Linked DNA regions of Zea mays: region 2 is linked to region 1. The links are chromatin contacts, called in public Hi-C maps. All regions are on one chromosome and are shown on one strand. Each heading gives the region's core, a stretch centred on a gene start, on an enhancer-like site or on the middle of the called end of the contact. The rest is flanking DNA. Distances are from core to core; before and after follow the strand shown.

Region 1 (6,220 bases), core at 2,381-4,880:
GCTCGCCCCGGTAACAAGTAATGATGGTTCCCCGCGTGCGTCCATGACGACGGCGGTTCTCAGCCCCCTACGGAAACAAGGAGACGTCAGCAAGATCCCAGCAGCACCGACAGCTGTGCTTCTACAGGGCTCAAGCGCTCCTCCGACGGCCACATTACTGCGTACACAGGGCTCTAGCACCTCTCCGACAGCCACGTTGGCATGTACACAGGGCTCAGGCACCTCTCTGTCGGACACGTTAGCGCATAGCTATACCCCCATTGTACACCTGGACCCTCTCCTTGCATCTATAAAAGGAAGGTCCAGGGCCTTCATGCGAGAGGGTCGCGCGGGAGAACGAGCTGACGAACAGGCTCACTCTCTCTCTCTCTCGCGAACGCTTGTAACCCCTACTACGAGCGCATCCCCCCTAGCGCAGGATAACACGAGCCGTGTTTCCCCCCCTTGTGTTCCATCTCGCGCCAACCCATCTGGGCTAGGACACGCAGCGACAAATTTACTCGTCGGTCCAGGGACCCCCCGGGGTCGAAACGCCGACAGCTCTTATACCTTAGTACCTTACAAGTGTCAATGTAATTCAACTCTTTAGCTGACAACTCCTAACTTGAAAAATGGCCTGCAAAATCATGTCAAATGTATTCATGAGTTCTGATTAATGAAGATGGCTATATGGGTATGATTTCACTTAATTGATTTATTATTACTAACAGTGTAGCATTGTTAGTTAGAGGATATATGATGCTAGCTTTGAGGTATTACATTTGCGTGGTGCCTTTGTTAGTAAATGTTCGTGGTACTGCATATGGTCCATTTACTTGTCGATAAAATTCCTTTGGTAGGTTCCTATATGTATAAATCTTACTTCATTTGTTTTCTTTTATATGTCTACATGTATGCTTCTGTGGCATTGTACACATTGAAGTGTTGTGCCATCCATCAATCTGTGTACATCCTCATTTTTGGCGTTCATTGCTATTGAATCCTGTATGCGACGAGTAATTGTTGGTGTCTTATTCCATTATGAAAACTCTGGTACCATATCGAGTGTATATATATTTTAATTTTTTGGGGTGCATGGAAGCAAATCTTGTGCGAGGTTATAAAAATTATGACATATTTGCATCTAATGAAGGTGCATTGTTCTAAATGAAATATTTATTCTCTTTGTTAGTAATTTATGTATTGCTAGAATGTATAGCTTGAGATATTCTGGGTAGGATGTGTTTATGTTGACCTCTTTCCTGCTTGATCTTCTACATAGGGCCTGTTTGTTTTGGCTCCTGGCCGTCATAATCGGCTTCTGGCAGCCAAATGCTTGGCTTCTCAGTTTGCTTATGTGAGAACCGCTTTTGTGAAAAACCACCCAATCCAACGTGAAATGTTTATTGTATTTTCTAGATTTATTCCATGCTATTGACTGGTAAGAAATAAAGTTTGTTCTGTTTTTTCTGCTACTTTGATCTCTTTGCTAAAATTCATGCGGTGATCTGTGTTCCAGGCCAATCAAGAGGCTAGACAGAGCTGTGCAGGTGAGCATGCATTCATTATATTCCCACAGTTGATATTCTTTGTGGTACTACGGGCGTGTTTGGTGTGGTGCCTAAGCCGCCACACCGCGCCACACTTTTAAGCCACAGGTGTGGCGGCCGGGCCGCCACACCTGTGGCTTAAAAGTGTGGCGCGGTGTGGCGGCTTAGGCGCCACACCAAACACGCCCTACATCTATGGCAGATTTAGTCGCTGCTGCCATACACCAGATGCCCAGATCTTCTTCAGGCCCTTTGTCGGCGAGGAGTATAACAAGGTACATCAATCGCTTGGTCTTATCTTCCTGCTCTGCGAAAACAAGCACGCAAACCCAATTTACTATGTTACACCCCTTGGCTTCCGACGAGGTGGCCGAGGAGTGAGGCTGACGGTGGCGCTGGTAGTTCGCAAGGAACCGGATTTGGACGCGCTCTCCCTCGTCACTAGGTAAGAGACCCAGGTAAGGAACATATAAGTGGGTGTTCTGATTAGTGGTTACTTCTACATATAATTGGTTACTTCTACATATAATTTTGCTCCTTCAGTCTATTCACCATTTGATGCAGCCAGGTAATCTCTAATTGTGTATGTACAACATCACAATATGAACATACTTAGTGAGTATGTAGAGAGAATTAGTTTTTTTAAAGCACATTGTTTCTTCTGAATAATGTAAGTACTCGTGAGAACATACCCTTGCACATAATTGTTCTTTACTTTAGTAACCAACGTCCTGAAATTACCACTGTATAACATGTCCATGTATAGAGCTTGAAATCAAGAGGAGTGCAGACGTTCAGATTGCATATATGTTCTTCAGATTGCATTTTTAGAATATTCCATTCACATATTACATATGCATTTTTAGAATTGTCTACAAGATACTATTGCAGATATGTCCACCATGGAAAAGATTAATGATACAATTTTCGGAGCTAAGAATGTTGTGAAGGAACTTATTAAAAAGGCACATGATAAGCATTTGGAAGCTGAGCTAGGTCGCTACATGATGGAGACGCGACATGATGCATAGAATTGTTTCAAAATAGAGTGAACCTCATGTACTGATTGCTTATGTTTTGCTTCCATTATTATGTATATATAGCTTTTGTTTATGTCATTCATAGCATTATTCATTTTTAGGTTGAGTTGTTTTAACCTTAATACAATCTCTTGTTCAGATTCTTATCAAAGCTCGTGATGTTGCTAGGAGCAGTGCTCGGAATAGCTTGTCTGAAAGGAATAATTTGCTATGGGTTACTACGGTCTCAAAGGTAGTTTTTAGCATTTTATAAATAACTATTTGTGTGGGATAACAGAATGTTGAAGGCAAGCACGTACCTTTTGGTTTTATTGATCTGATGTTGGCACATTTCATAAAAGATGACTATGGTCTTGAAAGCCTATGCTCGACAGTAAATTGTGAGATATTTTTGCCACGACCGCGTGATCCGGGAACGATCGTTGCATCTGCAGAACATTCAGAAAGCGTCGTCTCTGTCATTACGTTGTTGCAATACACAGTCATTGCTTGTGCAAACATATATTTTAGTGATGCCAATAAAAATGTAGAATAACAATTAGGGTTTTTATATATTAATGTATTTTATCACATTAATTCCGTAGCAACGCACGAACATATACCTAGTAACTACACATTAACAATACTAATACATAACTAGATATTAACAAGACACCATCACGTAAAAAAAAAATCTGAAACCATAAACCCAAAAACCAAATCTAGACACTAAAATTACTAAATAATATAATTTAACATGGTTTCTCAGTAACAAATCGTGGTACCACTGCTCGGCGGTTTACCGTCACCGTTTAACGAGAAACGACGGATTAATGGGTTTACTAGTAGGTCCATACATTTTCCTTTTTAACAAGCTAAATTAAATTAAATTTAAATATCATGTATATCAGATTACTTATTAGAAAATATAGTTTTTTATCATAATTTTTCTTTATTTTTATAATTTGTTCAAAAAATTTAAATTTAAAGTAATTTTGAAAAAAACCCGGTAGTTAACAGGACGGCGGTTTCGGTCCGGCCGGTAAACCTGCGGTTTCTACCGTTTTTTGTAAAGCCTTCTATATCCGAACATCCATATCGGTAGCCAATATACCCCTCTCCGGCTCATCCACCATTCACAAAATCCACTCCAACGGCAGCCGGCCGCCGCCAGCCCGTCACACCACCACCGGCCAGGCGGAGGCGGCAACCGCGGCACCGCCCAGAAGCCCACCGGCACGGGCCACGCCGCCAGGGGCCACCTCCACAAGTCCACAGCTCCACTCATCGTCTCCTTCAGTCCCGTGTGAACCCGAGCCCGACCACTGGTCCACGTCCATCGCCATCGGACCACCGCCACACGGCCACCGACCCTCGCCTGCCAGCTCCAGCAGTCCAGCTCGTCGCCTCTCGCAGCCTCGCCTACCGACCTGCGTGCCGCTCGTGTCCGACCCGAAATTTCGGGTAAACCCGAACGCCATCCCAGCCATTCACCAGTCCCGAAACAAGAGAACGGAGACGCAGAAGCGGTGGAGCCTCCAGCCCGTGCCGAAGGGGAGAAGCCCTACTATGCGCTCCCATGGCCGCCTGCGTGCTGGGCCTAGCACCTACTCTCGTTAGCATGTGGCCCCTCCGGTGCGCTACCGCTTGCTCCGCCGCTACAGAGGCCTCCACCACGGCCGCTCATGCGTCGCGTCGCGGCGTGGGCGCGGTCAGCTCGGCTCTGTCCGGTCTTCGAGGAAGGTATCGTACATTTCTTGCTATGAAGTGCTCTATTATTTTCTTCCTTTCCCCACAAGTTCCAATAATGCAAACTTTGTTTTCTCTACCTTAAGATTTGAGCTGCTGATCAAACTAGTGGAATTCCTGAGTTTTCCTTTGCCTGTAAGGCATTCAGGAACAACTTGTAGATGTGCCCTCTTTGCTATGGGTCACCGGCACAAACAGTCTGAACTTTGTTTGCTGAGGCCCCTTCATTTTGAGGAATTGGAATCTAGCTAATGAAGTAGGCTATTTTTTTAGAATGTGACAAAACTTTCCAAAGTTTATATATAAGGCTATTTCAAATTCATAAGATGAGAGATGAAAATTGATTCTATAGATTTATATAATACTTTTCTAATGTATAACTTATAGCACACTGTTCTACTTTCTTCTCTATAACATAAATGTACTATATAACTATATCTCTCATACGATTTATGATAATATACAAATGTATTACATATACAATTATATTAACTTAATTTTTTTGTGTCTAAATTATGATTATTAGAATGAAATCTAATTCCAATGAAACAGATGGAGCCTTAGAGAAATTTGGTCTTATTGTTGTTTATATGGTGACAGCCTCTTAATTAATCTTCGTAGGCACTCCTTATCTTCGGCGCAATTCATGGATGGTCTTAGAAGCAATCTTCAAGTGGAAAGGAACCTGACACTTTCCCCAAAGTCACCAATGTCTCGTAGTGGTAATTTCTATTTTTAGTTTGTGCTAAGCAACGATAGATATTTTTTAGAGTAATCAACAATAGATACTCGTCAAGATGGTGTCTTAGAATGCTTAACACAATAGATATTCGTCAAGGTCCATTTGTGCTTAGCAACAATAGATATTCATTTGATGTCTTAGAATGCTGGAGATACTTCTTATGGGTTTTCCCCCACAACAACTGAGGAAATTTTCATTTATTTCTTTTAATATGGAACCATCCATTCCATTAACTCGTGTGATCAGCTAAATCACTGGTAACCAGGCCCCGGATACATTTGGATGCCACATGAGCTAACACCTTAGGAGGTGTTTGTTTGGGATTATAATCTGCCCAGATTATATAATCCAACTTATAAGTTGGATTATATAATCTAATAAGTTGGATTATATAATCTGGGCAGATTATAATCCCAAGCAAACAGACCTTTTCCTAAAATTTTCCACAATTGAGAAAAATCAGCCATCGATCCCCTTTCAAAAGGGGATGCTGCACCCGTCCCCTTTCCCTTTTTTCTGTTCGTTGATCTCGCACTCCTTCATCTTCCCTTTTCTCTGATTAAATTCATGAATTCCAATGTCTGGGCATTCATTTAAAACTTGTTCTCCTTTTCTCTGGCCCTCTAAGTCTGTTTCGTTCTAATCACCAGTGCCAAGGCTCAATCGCTAGATTGATCTGCATATCTGTATATAGTGCAAGACTCTTTAGAATAACCTCAGGCACACACTGCATGAATGTTAGATCAATTGTTACGCCTCCATCTCAAGGTCTTCCACATTCTCTCCACAAATTTGCATTTGAAACTAAGATGTCCTTAGTCCTGGTCCAACCGAGCTCTGTACCTCTTCTTGTGAAGTTGGCACACAAAGACAGATTGTTATGAACTTCCACATACAAGGGCTTGTTCACTTAATCCCCTCCACAAGGGGATTGGAGGGGACGAGGGGGATTTTAACTTGTAGTGGATTTAATGCCTGTAAACTCTCTCCAATCCTCATCAAATCGAACAAGGGCTAAAGCGTTTGTATTTACCTTGAAACTTAATCTGTCATATCCTATTCCACTAGTCTTAAGATTCTGCACCTGAACTGGAACTAGCGTTACCACCGTGCTTCTATTTTGTTGAGAATCACCGCAAAAATACTTTGTAAGAAGACTTAATAACATGCAAACCTCGAGA
Region 2 (6,220 bases), core at 1,692-4,191, 86 kb before region 1:
AATGACAACGTAATGTTATATGTGACTAACGTGTGTTTTGCAGAGACAAATGGTAAGTTAGGTCGCATTACAGGTAGAAGTACTACAACGGTGAAAACAATCCCGGAGATAAGAACTCGAAGCGACGACTAAAACGACGAAACAAAAAGTGAAGGACTACGTAGTCCGAGTGTCAAGGAGTTGTGGACACTCGTGATTTAGTTAGGTCTTTTATTCTGTTTTAGCCGTACTATAAAGAGGGGTTGTCGATGAGTAGTTTGACCAAGGGAGTTCTAGTGTAGTGTTGGTGCATATTCACACTCACATATAGTGCTAGGTGACACTCTAGAACACACTCACAAGTTAGAACGAAAATCGATTTGAAAAACAGCATAAAACAGAAAATAGGGTTTCTGGCCTTAGGCACCGGACTGTCCGGTGCACCCTCTGCCAGGTGGGGCCAAGCTGGCCAAGGGGAAGAGTTTCCCCACGTAGAAACCCGAGAGCGCCAGGTTCCCGAATGGAATTTTAGTGGCACACCGGACAGTGCATCGGACAGTGCACCGGACTGTCCGGTGTGCCATCTGCCCAACGGCTAACTGTCAGAACTAGCCGTTGGAGTCGATCGTTGCAGCCAACCATTGTGAGATGCAGCCAACCATTGTGAGATGCAACAACCAACAACATCGAGTCTGTCCTACCTTATGTTGTCCACTCCGTCAAGTCTAGCGGAATGCAATCCTCGTTGAAACCATAAAGAGCTTGCAAGAACAACAAGACATGATGCACAGTCTTCAAGCTAATTGCATTGAACAACTAGAATACCTAAGAACATGCATATAACATTTATTTCAGTTTCAGACGTTGTCCAACCTTACAAGAGAGGTGGCTAATATGTGAGAGGAATGGAAGCTAAGGAGTTAGAAGTGACATTGGTGGTGCCTCAGCCATAGTAAGAAGCCCAAGGTCAAAATTATGTTGACACGGCATTCAATGATAAGTTACTCGAAATTAGACATTTTCTCAACGGCATATTGGTTTGATATAACATCATGCTCTGGTCGAGGTCGATGGTGAGATTGGATCCGTTGGAAAGCTTATATTATTATAATCTTTCTAGGTTGTGGTTAAACACGTCAAATGGAGTTAGGATACCTCCTATAAGAAGTTGGAGCGACATGGACTCCTTCTACTGCTTGGTTATAGACTTGGTCCTCCACCTTTTGTTTTCCTCTAATGTGTAAGCTCATTGGAGTACTTTCAGACCTGAGAATAGTAAAAAAACTTGCAATTGGTAGCAGTTGATCCTCATATGTACTGTGGTTCTTACAAAGGAGTGATTTCATTTGTTCATTGATTTGTATCACACGAGCATGTTTTATTGGTCCTTCTAAAACATTTGTTCCCTCATGAACAATAGAAGGCGTAGGAACATTTGAAGGCATTATGGTGCTCATATCACTCTGTATATGTCCAAGCTCTCGTCTCTAGCATGGCCTAGCCAAAGGCCAGGATGGTACCACCGTCAAGAACTTCTCAACTCATTTTTGTGACTAACGTGGTTCAAGTACTTTCTCGTACATTGTATTTAGCCCACCTATAACACCACATATACAACTTTATCTTGACAAATGTTGTTGCTTCGGTGCCGATACACTCCTTTCTAGGTTTTTGACTTGTTGGTTGTCGTCGCCTCAAATTTACCTTGGTAAGAACTTGTAAGAGTTTGTTTGAACAAGTTGAGAGTGAGGGATTGATAACAATCGCATCTAAATAGTTAATAGGAGCATATATATTATTGTGTGTGTTTCTTGTTTTCTTCTATTCATGGCAGGAATCCTCATGAAATCGAAGATGATTTGCATGCATATTATTTTAAGTTTGCTAGAGGTATAACAAGTGATAAGCATTCTACTCATGAGGAATGTAATGTTTTCCTTGATAGAATAAAACTTTCTTGATGAGTGTGTGTCCAACCAACACGGCGTAGGATCTAAGATACTAGCAAGATGTGACGAATCAGTTGCAGCCAACTATTGAGAGATGCTACAACCTGTAGCACCAAGTATGCGTGTCCACTCTATAATGTTATTGGTGACCTATTCAGATAATTTTGTAATGTTCGAAGGCGGTTCAAAGATGTTAGTGCACCAAAGCTTTGGATGTGGAGTAATATGAGTCTACACAAGCGTGCGAGCCGTAAAAGGTCAATCTCATATAAAATTACAAGTATGGCCTCGAACCCTGTTGGGGCGGAGGCCAAACATAACCTTGATCATGGAGTTAAGGCTCTACCTTTCGTTTTCAACTAACCAACACACAGGACCACGAGCGAAGGGACCTTCGACTCTGCAACTAACAACCGACCGTGACGAAGGCACACATTGAGCGTAGGCCTATGCACGATCGGCATTGATGAAGGACTTTGCTACGGCACGACTCAAGAGCCCTCGGTGCCAACCATCTACCCGAGGAGAGTAGAGGGCACCAAAACATGAAGGCCCTGGAGGTGGTAGCGAAGGCTACATAGTGCGACCCATCCATCATCCACCAGGAGACTCCTCCGAAGGCCCACCTATAAGTGTAATTTGTAGGTGTAATGATTGGTGTACATCGCCTGATGAGGGCGCAATATTGTAATTACTCTGTTCGCCGTCACGGTCGTGCGACGACAGTGAGCGAGGCAAGGAGGTGGTGTGGGGTAAACAACGGATGCCGGTCACAAGTGGGGGGTGATGTGCCGTCGCACGATCATGGCGGCGAACTGTGCGGCCATGGCGGTTGCGCCGAGGAGGGGGATGACAGGTGGGCTAGGGCACTGGGCGAGCGCATCTGCGCGGGAACGCGGCACAGCCAGTTACGAGAACGTGGGGGGGAGCTGACCGGTGGGGCTGAGAGTCAATGAGCGTGGGGCGCGAGGCTGTTGGCGAGGAGCGCGGGCACGCAAGTTGAGCCACTGATGGGCAGGCCCGGGCAAGGGGGTGCGGTTCATGGGTTGGCCATGCGCGGGGCAGCGTGGGTCGTCGTGGGGAGCTGGGCCGCAGAGGGGAAAGCCGAGGTGGCTAGATGGGCTGCTCGAGCGCGGGCCCACCTTTTAGTTTTTCCTTTTTTGAAATCTCCTCTCCCATTTCCCTTGGGTTTAAATTCAAACCTACCACAAAATCAAAATAAAATCATCTCAAGCATATGCATCATACAAAGATAAAATCTGAGGTTCAACATGATGCAACAGTTCATAACTTCCCTGAGGTTTCATCTACTGGAAGGGAAATACATCTTCAACTTAAAATAGATGCCCTATTCCTAAAGAGAGAGGGAAGAGAAAAGAGAAAAAGAAAAAGACTAACACTTGAATTTGTGGATGAGAGCAAAGAGATTTTAGACCCCAAAAGTCAGGTTGTTACAATGAGCTATGAAGCTACGATATCTTCGTATGGCGACAACTTAGCAGTGATGGCCAAATCCTTTGTCATGGTTATCAGGAATGTCACATAAACATGGTATTCCTCCCTTCAGTTAGGCACAATGACCTTGTGGTAGAAGTAGAAGGACATGTTAATCACAAGCTTCCAAGGTTTCTAGATGAAGCCAGTCTCTGCTCACGCCCTATTTTAGTGCACCCAGGACCATGATGAATATTTTTAAGCCTTTGTCCAAAGGTTCTTTGGCTTCAGGCCTAGGCCCCTACAGTCCCAAATGAAATAGTCACTGAAGCATTGATCAAGGGCTTCGTTTGAGACCAACCACTCAATATTTTTCTAGAAAACCTCCCTAGTCTTTGGAGAAACTTTTTCAAAAAAATGGATGAATATATCTATAACACCCCAGGTGTTACTGTACATTAACAACAAATATGAGCTTAAGTGTGGGATGTCGATGAGGATAGTAATCTCAATGTCCTAATCATCTTTATCTATCTAGAATCTTTCTAAAGTTTTCGTGAAGTTCAGAACATATTTGTTCCAAAAATTTGCGAGTCACGTGCCTATTTAAAATTAATCGAATAAGGCGGATTAGAAAGGTCACCCAAGTATTTCTCTCTTGTTCGAGCAATCTCTACGAATTCGGTAGAGACACTACTTGGGACAGGTTGTTTAGATAAATCGAACCCAAACTAACCGAAACCAGAACAATGGTTAGCCGATTCCCTTTCCTATTTAAAAAAATCCGAGAAAATAATCTATTAATCGATAACGCTTTAAATTGGCCCGTTTACTCCTTATTTTAAATCCAAATCCTAATATTCAGAACAGATGGGGTTTATCTGTTTAAACTAGATTTGACATAGTTTGAAATATCCAAGCCAATCTCATTGGGTACGGTCCGTGTGTTTCTCGTCTCGATCTAAATCTTCAAATATAAATAATGGGTAAAGATTCATCTGAATTCCAGAGTATTCACTAAATCAAATCTTATCCAATTATTGTTGTCAATCTTATTTTTGTTCGATCTTTGATTACATCTTTTAGACCCTGATTTGGTAACATCAAAATATCTGTTTTTTGCTTTTGAAAAAAAAGAGTAAAAGTGAGAAAAATCTTGGAAAAAAATTCTCTTCGTTATCCCCTGTCGTCGTTCATCTCCCTCAGATTTTTATCTGCCTTGCACTCTTCTGATTTTTTTCCCCACCGTCTCCCTCACGTCTTCTTCTCCACGCGGCAGCATCACTCAGGTTCCCCTCCACTCGCCATCCCCTGCTCGGCCCCCCTGCTCGGTCATGGCAACTGGCTGCCGCGCCCCCTGCTCCCTGTTCCCGGCTCTCTGCTCCTCCCTCTCCAGCTGTGTCTGTCTCCATGCCTAGCCGCGTCGAGCTCCTCCTCGGGCCGCCGTCTCCGAGCCCGATCCCAAGCCGCAGCTCGTCCGTGGCCGTCGCTCTGCCATGCCTAGCGTCTTGCCCTCCGCGTCGGTCGTCCTTGCCGGGCGCGCGACCCTGCTCGCCGTCGGGCCACCCTCCTCCCATCTCCCTGCTCCTTCCCATGGTGCGCAGGGCATCCTTCCCTCGACTTCCTCCCTGCCTTCTTCAAGTCAGCGACGAACGCGGTTCTAGGTGGCCACGTCGTTGTCCGACACCTCGTCTGCGCTTGTCTCTGTGCCGCGGTCGAGCTCGCCGCGTCCCTGTGCTTGAGTTCATCGACCTTCACTCATCTCCCCATGGTCGGACAACCTCGTCGATGCTGCTATTTGGTGGTCGCCTCTTGGTCTGACCTCGTCATCGCGTCCGCGCTCCTCCCTTGCAGCTCGCCCAGCGCTGCTTTCTTAGCCCCGGCGCCGTTGTTCCATGGATGGTAGCCGCTGTACCTACCTCAGCTCGCCGGACACCGCTCCCTAGACAGGCTTCCCTGCAGCCACCGTCTCGTATCACGTCGATCCGGCCGTTGTAGCTCCTCCGTCGTGGCTGCTCCATCGTCTTCGTCGAATGGAAATCGTCAATACCGACACGTCGATATCGTCGATCGCCATCCTCGTCTATGCCAAGTCTGTGTAGCTCGTTGCCACACCCTGTAGCCGCTTCCACGACGTTGTCGTGGGTACTTTTGCGTCTCGTGTGCTTCCTCTCGTCGCGCTAAACCAATCTGCTTCCATTGTGTCGACAGCAAGCCGTGAAGACGCTCTTGTGCTGGCCACGCGCCATTAGCTCGACAAAATGAATCCCATGAGTATTTGGTCAAGAATCGAGATTGTGTGTATCGCTCGCCAGGTGTGTGTGGTCAAAGACGTCAACCGAAAACATCATCGTTCTTCCGACTATCGCGTCAGATTGGTCATGGTAAGCCAATTTGTTATTTGCGTTAGTTGGATTGATGAATGGTCTGACTAGGTATATTAATCGTGATGATTCTGTGGTGAGTCGAATTGCTATTTCTGTTATTGGTTCGATGATGGGATTTGTTAGATATACTAATTATATCGGTCCTCTTGCCTTAAGCATATGTGTGTCGTGGTTGTAGGTATAATATTTATTAGAGTGCCTAAGTCGTTTACAGTGATTTGGTCGATGTCGTGTGGTGAATCGCCAGTTTGAGATATAGGTTTTGAGAAGAGTTCTTGGGGTATATTTGTCGAGCATGTTTAATCTGGTTGTAAGTTTGCAGCGTGTGGTATATCGGTGGTGCGCAAGATAAGTTTAGTATTTTAAGCAATTATCGATAAGTCTGTTGATGTTAATTGTTTTCAGTGTGTGTATGATGGAGTCAATGTCTTGCTCTACTAGTCATTATCATTGATGCGGTTAAATGCCTTG

What was found. Hi-C and Micro-C count contacts between places; a contact is called where the count stands out from the background.
Region 2: a Hi-C map of tassel shows a contact between it and region 1, with 2.9 times the contacts expected there. The contact joins the enhancer-like site here to the promoter of LOC103643177 in region 1. A contact is called at or near these places in 3 of 25 Hi-C or Micro-C datasets (ear, leaf and tassel).

The regions. Positions count from the first base shown.
Region 1 is chr1:206,822,076-206,828,295 of Zm-B73-REFERENCE-NAM-5.0, reverse strand. It overlaps LOC103643177 (ribonuclease E/G-like protein, chloroplastic), which reads left to right and starts at 3,630. Exons shown (of 14, transcript XM_020546661.3): 1 at 3,630-4,291; 2 at 4,919-5,019. The coding sequence starts at 4,128.
Region 2 is chr1:206,907,117-206,913,336 of Zm-B73-REFERENCE-NAM-5.0, reverse strand. No RefSeq gene overlaps it. Among protein-coding and RNA genes, the nearest start is that of pht7, 20 kb to the left of the region's middle. Within about 2 kb of position 2,941, at least 15 of the 20 cell types and tissues checked have an H3K27ac peak or open chromatin away from gene starts, as enhancers often do. A contact at or near this core is called in ear, leaf and tassel, where this site is marked.